Regions from separate parts of the Anser cygnoides genome. Here region 2 is linked to region 1. Evidence: chromatin contacts called from public Hi-C data. All regions are on one chromosome and are shown on one strand. Each heading gives the region's core, a stretch centred on a gene start, on an enhancer-like site or on the middle of the called end of the contact. The rest is flanking DNA. Distances are from core to core; before and after follow the strand shown. Region 1 holds the start of RHBDF1 (rhomboid 5 homolog 1). Region 2 overlaps NPRL3 (NPR3 like, GATOR1 complex subunit).

What was found. Hi-C and Micro-C count contacts between places; a contact is called where the count stands out from the background.
Region 2: a contact with region 1 is called in a Hi-C map of liver, with 6 times the contacts expected there. The contact joins the enhancer-like site here to the promoter of RHBDF1 in region 1. A contact is called at or near these places in 4 of 7 Hi-C or Micro-C datasets (granulosa cells and liver).

Annotation. Positions count from the first base shown.
Region 1 is chr15:11,165,908-11,171,751 of Taihu_goose_T2T_genome, reverse strand. RHBDF1 (rhomboid 5 homolog 1) reads left to right here and starts at 2,752. Exons shown (of 19, transcript XM_066977497.1): 1 at 2,752-3,020. LOC136786429 (a long non-coding RNA gene) reads right to left here and starts at 2,670. Exons shown (of 2, transcript XR_010825059.1): 1 at 1,849-2,670; 2 at 1,549-1,745.
Region 2 is chr15:11,213,771-11,219,831 of Taihu_goose_T2T_genome, reverse strand. It overlaps NPRL3 (NPR3 like, GATOR1 complex subunit), which reads left to right. Exons shown (of 12, transcript XM_048062162.2): 12 at 3,628-4,399. The coding sequence ends at 3,793. Among named protein-coding and RNA genes, the nearest start is that of MPG, 21 kb to the right of the region's middle. Within about 2 kb of position 1,456, at least 2 of the 3 cell types and tissues checked have open chromatin away from gene starts, as enhancers often do. A contact at or near this core is called in liver, where this site is marked.

The DNA of each region.
Region 1 (5,844 bases), core at 1,503-4,002:
GCTAAGGCTCTTAAGACTGTCAGTGCTGGCAGATTCAATGCCTGATTACACAGGATAACTGTTCCAATGAGCATTGCATACAAACGTGTGCACAGGAGGGAGAAGCGTGGGGTGCTGATGAAGATGAGGAGCATGTGAACTACCCACTAGAACTAGGCCATTCTGTGCTGCCCGGACTTCTGGCTGGTGCAGACCCGTGAGTGCCTGGGCGAGTGTGCAGCTCGCCCAGCTTGGAGGGAGCAGTGAGAGTGAGCTGCGGCAGTAAAACTTCCGTACTTCACAATGGAGGATATCTGTTGCACTGGGTCTTGACCACGTCTTGTGGTAGGATCACAGTTTCTCATGGATTTCAAGCAGAAGGGAGGAAACTCCAGCTTCCAGCAGAGAAGAATGAGGCAAATTGATGTAATTACATGTTCCTGTTAAACATAACAAGCACCGAAAGATAACTGTCCTTCAGCTGGCTCTCAGAGGCCATGTTTTGAACAGCAGTGCTCCCTGCAATTCCCCCCCCATAACATTCCTCCCCTTTGGACACTGAGTGAGGCAAATAATCTTCAGTTTTCCCCCTTTGCTAGGTGAGACCTGAGCTGAGTATTTCCTTTTTCAGAAAAAGATCAGAGGCTCCTCTATTTTCAGGAGAACTCTTTTTCTTCCAAATAGTGAAACCAAAGACCCAGATAGTGGTTTTTGTCCTCTGAGAAGTGCGTTTGCATCTGGGAAGCTCTTCTGGTCAGGGTGGGTACGACCGGCCTTAGGCTCACATTGACCCTGAGTGATGACACCCATGTGAAACACCACTGGAGGCAAACACCTGGTATCCCAGTCTAAACACAGAGGAACCCACCCTAGTAGTTGCTGGTTGGTCACCAGCTGGAGAGGGATGGAGAACAGGACTGCAGCTTGGGGCCAACCCCCCCTGCGAACAGATGCCAGCTTTGGAGGGGAATTTCCTAAGGCCTTCCTGGGGAGCAACATTCAGCGAGTAGAGATGGAAATACCTCCTTCACCATCTGAGTCCTCTGCCTGGTGTCTCGCAAGGACTACTTCTCTCCCCCCCCCCCCCCCCCCCAAGCAGGGCTCCTATCATAGAATCATGGAATATCCCACAAGGACCCAGTCCAACCCTTGGATCCACACAGGACCACCCAAAAAACAAACCATGTATCTAAGAGCATTGTCCAAACACTTCTCAAGCTCCAGCAGGCTCGGTGCCATGACCGCTGCCCTGGGGAGCCTGTGCCAGTGCCTGCACATCCTATGGACATGTCTCATGTCGTGATCACAGGCTGGACATTGCTGTCAGATGCTGGCATTAAGTCACTTTTTATCAATGTATTTTAGGCTGATACGACTCAGTGCACTGAAAGAGGAACACCCTGGCTGGCAATGGGAGCAAGGAGAGCGTATTCTTGACCAAGAGGGTAGAGTCTACCCGAATAAGCGCAGATGCCTGCAGTTGCCTAAGGGAATCCCACCCCGCAGGCCCGGAGGGACACTGAGCATGTGGGATGGAGTGAGGAGTGCTGTCTGTGGGAGCAATAAATCACGTTTCAGTGTAAGAACTTTATTTTTCTTGCAAAATGCACATGCTGTTGGAAGGAGGCTAAGAAAGAGCAGGGGTGGGTCAGAATCACGCTGGCTCCGGTGCGTTCCTTCTGGGAGGTGCTGAAGGGCCTGCAAGTTCATCCCTTCTCTCTCATGTTACTGGACACTTCTTTCCCTTGTTTATGTGGTAGGAACATCTGAAAATAATTTGTGTCTGTTAAGCTTCATGGGGCTTTGCGGACAAGCAGGGTTACGCATGCAATTTGGTCTCCACCTTGCCGAGGACCAGCTGGGGCTGACCTGGATACGCTCACCAGCTGAGGAGACGCGCTGAAGTCAGCAGGGCTCTGGGGGCTGCCTTCGAAGCGTGGCTGTCGCTGCTGCACGCGGGCACGGGCAGGGTGGTGGCGATGAGCTCCCCCTTCACACGCAGCACCGGCAGCCACCCCACTCCTCTCCAACGCCGTCATGTGCAGGTCGGCCTCGGAGGTGCGGCAAGATGGCAAGGAATACTCCCCCCCGCCCCCGGTTATTGCTAAAATGTAAAAAGTACGCAGCTGCAGGTTTGGGTCCAGCCGAAGATGGATGTGCATGATGCAGGCCCTACTGAAGCGTCCGCTGGGGCTTTCGTGAACCTCTGCACGAGCAATACATGCTGACCACAGAGCCAGATGGAGAAAGTTTGGGCAGCGGTCCCAGGACAAAGGCGAGGACTACTGAGCAAGGGAGATGGGTGTACGCCATCCAGAAGGGGGAAACGTTGAGGCCGGGAGGAAAGAGCGAGCTTAGGAAGGGTTGATACCCTAACCATGTGCCCGGAGAAGCTGTGAAGAACCGGATGGGAAACACAGGAATATTGGGGGTACTGGGGGGGGGGGAGACACCGAGCTCCCAGCTTCGGGGCTCTCCAGGCGCCCCCGGCGGGGCTGCTGGCGGAGCCGGGCGCTCCGGGGGAGCGACTCAGGAGCACGCCGAAGGCTCGGCGCTAACGGGACTGCCTTTCCCCGGCAACCCCGTCCCCGTCCCCGCGCGGCCGGGGAGGGGACGGAGAGCCCCGACCCCCCGGGAGCCCCGCCGGGCCGCTCCAGGCTCAGCCTTCACCGGCGAAGGGGGAGGCCCGGGGCGGGGGCCCGGGGCCGGCCGCTTCCGCCCGGCGCGGCGCATTCCTGCGCCGTGACTCAGGCGGCGGCGCGGCGGGATGAGCCCCGCGGCCCCGGGCGCTCGCAGCTCCCCGGCGGGGCGTTCGCCGCCGAAGCCGGCGCGGAGCCCAGCGGCCATTTGCATGCCGCGGCTGTGAATGGCGTGCCCGGCCGGCCGGCCCCTGGCACGGGGGAGGAGTCTCCGCGCCCTGCCCGGGCCGAGCTCGGCGGCGGCGGCGGCGGCGGCGGCCCCTTAAGCCCGCAGCGGGGCGGCCCGGAGTCCGGCGGCTCGGTGCTGAGCGCCCCGCCGCTGCGCTCGTCCCCGCCTGCCCGGTGAGTGCGGGGCGGGGGCCGGCGTGCGGGTGCGGGTGGGGAGAACGAAGGGTCGGGGGGGGGGGAGGAGGGAACCCCGCTGCCCCGGCGCGCACGTGAGTTGCGGGCTCCGTCCCGCACCGCGGCCCCGCCGCCTCCGCCGCGGCTCGGCAGCCCCCTGCTGGCGGCACGGGCCCGCCGGGCAGCCCCGGGCACCGAGCGGGGCGGCCGGCCGGGGGGAGGCTGCGGAGGGCCGGGTGGCGGGGCAGCCGCCTCGTCCCGGTGCCGCAGGTGGGTGACAGGTCCCAGCCCGTGGGGCCGGCGTGGGGCCGGCCCGGTCTCCAGCAGCAGCGAAGGCGGGGCCGGGTCCTGCCTCGGAGGGGTGGCGTCGGGACCCCCGGTGACCCCGGAGGTTTCGGCTGGAGGTGAGGGTGCGGGTTCGTGGCCGGCTTAGAGCTGACCCAGGGCCACGCAGGAGCCCCGGGCCCTTCCAGCTGTCCCTCGCCACGCGTTGCCACCCGTTTGTCCCCTTACGCTGGCAGTTTGGCAGCCACCTTGTGAGCTGATAGGGGATCATAATCTTTGGAGGTAAAGGTTAGTCTTCCTCTGGATCCAGTCCCTGAGCTGACTTTTCACACTACGCACTGCTGGCCTGATGTGGGGGAATTGCAGCAGCCCAAGGCAAATCTGGCGAAAATTCAGATATTCCATAGTTCTGTGAAAACTTCTGCAGGATTGCGCTCTCAGTGCTGCATCCTTTTGGGCTTCTAAGAAAGTGACCGGTCCTTTCCCCCCTTGTAGCGCACACACACGCGTAGCTGCTGCTGTTGCACTGGAGGGCCCCTTGCGTGTATTTTGGCTTGTGCTTTTCTTTCCCGCGATGTGAGAGGTGAGCGGCAGCACAAACGACTTCTGCCTGGCCTCGGAGTGTTCCTCGTGCAGCGCTTGGTTCTGGCTGCCAGTTCTCTTGCAGGTTGGCCTCGCGGTGGAGCGTGCAGCGTTGGTCAGGGATGCCGGGGTCTGGGAGCAAGCAGGAAGTTGTTTCTTTTCTTCCTGTTTTTGTCCCTATGGCTGCTGATTTCCTCTGGGAAGAAAGCTATACTTAATGGGAAGGGACAAGGCAGCAAACACTGAAGGAAGGGAACTGAAGGCACTTCTGAATGAAGCGTGGGATGAAGAAGGCGCACGATGTTTTAACGGCAGTAACGCTGATTCAAAGACAAGTAGCTCCCCTTGTGCCGTAAGTGGGGTAAAAAGGGCCCAGTTGGGACAAGCTGGGGAGTAGAGCCTTGGGAGAACTGGGTCTGCACTCCAGTGCGTGGAATTACCTTGCTTTCCAGCTCTTCTATCTCAGCCATGCAGTGTTTGCAAGAGGGGATGAATAGTGCTAGATCCATTGAGACAGTTGGAAAAACCAAATGGGCTCCTAGGTGCCTCCTTCACGTTTTAATTGTTAAAAGGACTTTCAGAATGGCCTTGTGTGCTTGAAAGCCTGTCTGCTCTTTTTTTTCTTTTTCTTTTTCTTTCCCTTCTCCAGCCTGTCAGCCTAGTGACAGCTATCGCCTCTCCCTCCTGCTGCTTCATCTGTAGATCCTCATGGCTACCACAGTGCTTCCACTGTTAACCTAGGTCTCCGCTGTCCTTGTGCTGGGCCATTCCTGAGCCGGGGCCCGGCTGTCCTCCCGAGGGGGATTTTGGGCTTGGAGTGGAGGAGCAAGCTTTGCCACCATCTCTGTGCTCCTTGGTCCTGAGTCCCCGGGGCGGCAGCAACTCTCCTGTGTGGCCGTGTGTCAGCGGTGTGCCCGCTTCAGCGGGTTCCCATGAAAGGAGGTTAAAGCTGTGTGGTGTAAAAGCAACTCCCACAAAACTAGTTCTGCTCTGGGACTTCCCATGACAGGCCTTTTTTTTTTTTTTTTTAAGCAATACATTTGCAAGAGACCTGCCTACAAACTGGCTTTTCAGGTTCTGGGGAAAGCCGTGGGCTGGCCCAGAGCTGAGGAACGTCTTGCTCTTGCTCTGTGCAGGGTAGGCCCTAGCTTGGCCCTCACCGAGCTCCTGGCCTCTGCACCTGGCCAGGGCCAGAGGGGCTGGTGCCTTGTCGCAGGATTTGGGGACGGCGGGTTCGGTTTAGTGGGGGTCTTCAGCAGTCCTGCAGCAGAGCGAGGCTGCACGGCAGGAGTAGGAATTCCTTTTGGGATCATTGGTCTTGTTCCTCTGGAATCCAGCCCCGGAGAGTAGCCAGCAAGTCCCAGCATGTTGCCTTGAAAGAGGCAGGGTCTGCTGAGTGTAGCATGACAGGACAGTTTATTTTGGGCACAGAGCCCACATGCTCAGATATAATTAGTAAAGGTTTGATTCCATTCAGTGTATCAGATCTTTCTGCAGTGTGAACACGCAGCCTAGTTAGTGCTGAAGGTCTGAGATGGGCAACGTGAACAGGAGTCCTGAGTTGTTTTCCATTCAGTGCGTCCAGGGAAGAGGTTGGCAGAGCACCAGAGCACCCACTGTGCTGCTGGGGATGTTGCCTGCCGAGTGGGATTGGCCGTGAGCTGAACATCTGACATTTCTCTATCTGCATCTCAAGAGCTGTTTTCTGGCAGAGCAGTCTCTGATAATATTCTTCCCTTGTGGCTCCTGCCTTTCTTCCTTAGTTATCTCTGGAGGCTTTGGCATCCCATGGAGACCATGCACCCTTCTCAGAGGTTCCAGCATTAACTGTGACCCAACACGCTTCTGTTAATTCCTGTTCCTGCAGCAACCTGCCTGTCACCAATGTATGACCCATTCCAGTAAAAGCACTTAAAACCTGAGGATGGGTTCCTTCGTATTTTTTTCTGGGCTCAGA
Region 2 (6,061 bases), core at 207-2,706, 49 kb before region 1:
TTGGGTCCCATAGATGCTTACTGCCTGACAACGTGAAGATAGTGCCTGTCTTCACTGGAGCTGTAAATGCGGGTGCTTGGTGTAACCCTTCTGTGGGGCAGTGTTCACTGTCTTATGTCATTGTACTGGGCACTTCCCTCTGCCCTGCCTATGCTAGTGGTTTATTCCTGTGTAACACCAAAATGAGCTTTCAGTTCACTCCTCCTTTCTTAATTGCTGTATTTTCCAGGTAGGAGTTGCCTGGGACAGATGAAGTGAGGCATTTCCCAGAGCTCTGGCTTGCAGGCATGCACACGGACACAGGCGCATGCATGCGTGAAGGAGCCCAACACAGAGTTACTTGGCTCGGGTCAGTCAGGACAGATGGGAACCAGGAGCAAAGCGTGGGGCTCATCAAGCCTGACCACTGACTTCTGTGGTGCACACGCCTGAGCATGTTGTCCATGTATATGTCATGTTAGAGGCAAATGATACATTAGTGAGGGAGAGCGGCCATCAGACTGAAAGAAATTATTCCCTTCTACCTGGTGCTGCACCTGGAAAACTCTCTCGTTCCCCTCTCTCTCCTCCCCCCAGGTCATGAAGAGCATGGTGAAGGTGGAGATGGGCCCGTGCTGGCTGCTGGGTTGGGGTCTGGGGCATGGGACAGGCGGGGAGGCTCATTCAGATGGGGCTTATTCAGGCCAGCAGAGCGGAGGCTGAGGGGGATCCAACGCCTGCCTGCAGCACTTTGGAGGGCACTTACAGCAGATGATGGAGCCAAACTCTTCTCATTACTGGCAGACGGTTAAACGAGGGGCAGCAGCATCAAGTTGCAGCTTGGTAGATTCTACTTCGACGTTAGGGAAAACTTCTCCAGGAGGGCGATGCTGCCCAGGACAGATTACCCAGGTATGAGGGAGGATCACTACCCTTGGAGAGTTACAGAGCTTGGGCAGAAAAATCTACAGTGTTGGCAATTCTCCAGCTGGGACAGGAGGCTGGACTAGGCCTTGGAGGTGACTTCCAGCCAGCGTTTTTGTGATATTCTTTAATATCCTCTCTAGCTTTTATTGGAATGGAAACTATTTCATCTTGACCAGTTACAAATCCAGACTCTTTTTGAATATAGGATGGATGTATTTATTGGAAAACTCCTACTTAGTTTGCGTTGCTGTTGAAAGCCAGGTCGCAATCATTCACACATAAGTCAGTTGTGCCAGGGGATGAGAGTTTGGACAGTCACTGTGAGCAGCTTTGTAGGAGGGAGAGAATACGGAGCTTTTAAAATCTTTAAAGTGACTTTCTGAATAGTGACACAAGTTAGGGGAGGAGGAGCTTTGGCCAGGGACAGATAGCAACATAGTGCCCAGACAAGGCTAGACAGCATTTGATTCGTCTTGGAAAATCACAGCAAATAAATCTGGGCCAAAATGAAATGGAGAATTCTAGAAAGCAGTCCTTCTGGGGGAAGAATCTGGTAGAAGAGATAGGTAGTCATTTTTAGAAAGAAAAGGATGTTAACCCCCTAGCTAGCTAAAATGTGAGCATGAAAAGAAAAAAATCCAAGATCAGTAAGTGTTTTCAAAAATCACCATTAATACTTCAGGCAATGGTGCGTTTTTGACGCACACAACCCCCGCTTTGCCTGCTAATGGCCACTTTTCAGTGTGCTGGTTACCATCGACTGGGGGAAGGAAGCTGATTAGCCTAATTTAAATGCCCCGTGGGAGATACTGCAGGAGGCCAATGCACTCCACAGATAGGGGAAATGTAAATATGACTGGAGCCCGTTGTTTGTTTGCACTGCAGACTTAGCAATTATGTTCTACATAACGGTGCCAACTTGAGAGCTGGCAGATGTACATCAAAGCAGAAGGGAGCGTGTGCAGCGTGTTGTGCTTGCACTGCATGCTCATTTTGCTGGGGAACTGCACACCCCCAGGCTGTCTGCAGGGACGAGGCAGCTGAGGTACCCTGCAATGAGCTTACCCATGGCCGGGGAGTGTGAGGAGGGTGATGGGAGCAAAGAGAAATGACAGGAGACTGGAGGTGACCGATAACTTAAAACCACGTGTGTGTGGTATACAGGGAGGCTGTGACGAAGGGAGACTCGTTGCATACAGACTCCTTTCCAGGTGGCCGTGAAGGGTGGTGGGGTGACAGGAGTGCCCAGCCTGAAGAGCAGAAGACAACCAGGCAAGCTTCAGTCCTTCAGTGAAAGCAGGAGAGGCCCCGTCCTACCATCACCTGAATATAGGCAGGAATGCTTTAAGGGATATTTGGCATCTTTCAGGGGCCGTTCCTGCATGAGGACTGTATGAACGAATTGGAAAACAGATCTTGTCATCTCCACTCATTTTTACTGTCAGTTGGCATAAAGCAGCCGGCCAGTATATTCCTAAACTGCAGATGGGTATGGAAACATGAGCAAAAGCTGATGAATTCCAGAGCAGAGCATGTGATGTATAACACATGGAGATGCACATCTTTATGTTTAACTGGAGAAATGATTCTGGCGTACGTGTTTGGGCCTTGGCTAGTGGGAGTAGTTTGAGTGATGTGCAGCATGGTTCCTTCATTTGGGAGGTTGTTAAGGCAATTAAGAGGCTGTGCAGCAAACCTGAGCTTTATCTGAAGGGCTGGCTTGGTGGTTCTGCTCTGACGGGTCTCGGGGGAGCAGCAGCTCCTCCGCCATCAGGGACTTGCTGCAGTGAAGAGCCTGCAGTTTGTCTGACCCTGCTGTGACTGACTGCGCAGGGCCGAGGTGAGCTGATGTTTGTGCAGCATGTCGGTGCCCAGCAAAGGGATATCTGTACTGACTGACGAGAACTGGGCGTGTAAGTAGTCACTGTGGCTTTAGCTTAGAGTCAGGGTTTAGGGGCTCTTTCAGGACTTCGTAATTCCCAGAGCTTCTCTGTGGTGATCCTGGCCAAAACTGCCATCTCCCTATTGCAACCACTCCACCCACCCCAAGCTAACCAAACCTCAAGAGTGCATGACCTGTAGTTACCAAGCCACTTGGACTGCTCTGGGGGAAAATAGCCTCTTAAGTCTAAAAGCAAGACTAGACTGCTGCTGCAGAGCTGTGACAAGCGCATTGTAGATCCAGCTAAGAGACTGCAGAAGTAAATCAGTCACTTCTTGCTTTCTCAGGGCTTGTTGGCACTTGTGGTTCTGTGCTTTCTGGAGTTAAAACTACTGACAGGCTCAGGAAATGCCCTAGGCTAGGAACCCTTTTGATACAAGGAGGGCCTTTGCAAAACCCCAAGGCTGTGTTTCCTTATTACAGACTAGCTGCCATGTGATGTAGGTATCGGGGCAGCACGGGAGCAGGGCACCCTTAGAACAGCTGGGCACCGCTGAAGCAAAGTAAGTGTGATGGAAATTGCACACATAAGTAAATGAGAATTTAGTGGGTGATGTCCCCTGTACTGATTTTCCAGGGGACTTCTGTGCCAGGCATGCCTAAGATAGGAACAGATTTCACTCAATTCACTTTTCGTGTAAATGAGGGACACAACCCAAACGTCTTCTGATTTGCATCCCATGGGAGGGGAGACCTTGAGGGTGGCGGTATTGGTATCGAGTCTTGCTGCATCCACTTGCTTTTGGCCTACATGCCTCCCTTGTTCTCTTTCCCTGCAGGCTGCTGCACTATTTCCGAGGACGACACCATTTGGAGGAGATCATGTACAACGAGAACATGCGTCGCTCCCAGCTGCTGATGCTGTTTGACAAATTCCGCAGTGTCCTGGTAGTGACCAGCCATGAGGACCCTGTGATTTCAGTTTTCCAGTCCCTCTTAAAATGACTCTACAGGCAAAAACCTGCCACATGCTTGATACTCTAGGAGATGCTTAAAACATAAGAGATGAATTCAGTTCCTTCTTGCCACATGACACAGAGCAGGTTCTCTCCCTCCGTGCCTCCATTTCCCATCTTCATCCTGCGGTTACAGCTGAGGCCAGTCTATGTGAGGGGCTCTAGGGCCTGCTGCAGGACAGCGTGTGCTTGCTCAGCTTGGGATCCTGCAGTGCCACGTGCACAGCAGGGGAGCTGCTGTTTCACTGCTTTCCTACTCCTTTACCAGGGCTTGTAAGCGTGGTCCAAGAAGATTTTTAACTGCATTGTCGCTGACAGTACATTTGGGCGGACGTTTTGCAGCAGAAATGCTTTTTCTGCTCTCCGGCAGCATGACCGCTGGGTCATTTAGCCGTGGGCACCGTTTGTGGGCAGCCTCTCCCCACGGCAGACCGTGCTTGGCCTCTGCTCAAGGGCAGAGCAAAGTTGGCATGGCTTTTAGGGAAATGTCCCTGGGTGCCGAGGAATTCTGTTTGATCATCGTTATCTGGCAGCAGTGGGGACATAACTAAGAATGCAAAGTGTCACAAGTAAACAGTTTCATGAATGAAAATGACTTCCTTTGTTATGGCTTGCTGTTTCCTCTCCCCAGTATCCTTATTACTAAGTGTCTGTGGGGACGCTGTTGTCACAAGGCAGCCTGGTTGCAGATTTGCAGGTCTGTTTTTGACTGGGGCAGGAGGAGCTTGGTCACAGAGCAGGACTGAAATTGTCTGGCCATGCTGCAGGTGCATGGATGTATTAGTTCCACAAAGCTGCAGGCTGCTGCTTGCCCCTCTGGGGCCTACTTTGTGGCTCTGTTTCCCTCCCTGCAAGCACTGCTGCAGCTGCAGGGCAGCAGACGAGGGAGCTGGCCTGGGTTAAAGCCATCCAGATGAAAAACGACACACAGGTATGTACGTGGCTCTGTTTCCTCACCCAGTTCAGCAATGCTTGAACAGCTCCCCACAGCTGTTCACCATGGCGGGGTCCAAAGCGGCAGCAAGGCAGGGACGTTATGCCATCAGCTGCAGTACGGTGCCTGTTTTACCTCTTCCCTTAAGAGTAACGCTGAGCTCCAGCTGCTGCATGGGTGAGGGCAGAGAAGGCCCAGGGCCCCGGGCTAGGGGATGCTGAGATCCTAGGCACCCCTACAGCTCTGTGCTGTGCATCCAGGAAAGGGGGCAGGAGGAACTTTTGCTTCCGTGGTGGTGGCTTCCAGGGACATGTGGTGTGTAAAGACCATCAGGCTCCTCTCGAAGACCTTCCCCTATACCACACGGACCACACACACAAGCTTGAACTTTTCCCCAGAGCTGCAGGACTGTGAGAGCGGCTTCACTTGCCCACACAGCGGGGTGAAAAATGCCTTGCCCAAGATATCCACCACCGGCAAGGCGCAGCTGCACCGAGGGAGCACAGGGCCCACAGCGTGCTGGATACCCAATGGCAGCTACTTCATTCCAGTCCCTTTTGTGCGTCTTCCCCTGCAGCTGCAAGCAAGGATGTTACAGAAGGACAAAAGCGATGCCTGAGCTAAAATCAGCACAACGTTGCTGCAGGGCCCCGTGGCTCATCCAGTCCCCAGCAAATGCATCACAGGGTGTTAATGAGCTGGACATAACGAAGCCCCTTTGGAGGAGCAGGACAAGAGTCTTCTCAGGTGATGGGGGGGAGGTTGGAAAATTGAACTTTTTCTTGCACATGAATCCTAAAGGTGGAGAGGAATCCCTGTCATCTCCATCTGTGGTCATAGGGATGATGCTGACACAGACTGCTAGATGAAGCCAAGTGCCACGCGTCACTGACGGGATGTGGTCACCTTGGCCCAAGCCCAGGGACACAGGTGAACAACGGACCTAAAGGGGAAGTGCAGCACAGCGCTCCCTCGCCCTCCCACACCGCGGTCATGTCACGGTAAGGCAGGGTGCAGCGCTCCGTGGGGGAAGTTGCAGAAAAGCTGTGGCACAGAGGTTCCTAACACTGGCTGGTGGCCACTAAATCCTGAGACCCAAGCAACCGTTTGGCCTGGCTGCATGGCTTGGTGCCATATCTCCAAGGCAAACTGCCAGCAGGGCTGCAGCTCCGTGGGTTTTGCCCTGAATCCTAAGTGCCCCCTCCACACACCCCCACACACCGTACCTCATGGCAGGCTGCAGTGCTGCGAAGCAGAAACCTCAGCATCGGTGCTTTCTCTGTGTTCAGGCTCACATACTCATAAGATTTGAAATGGTCTCAA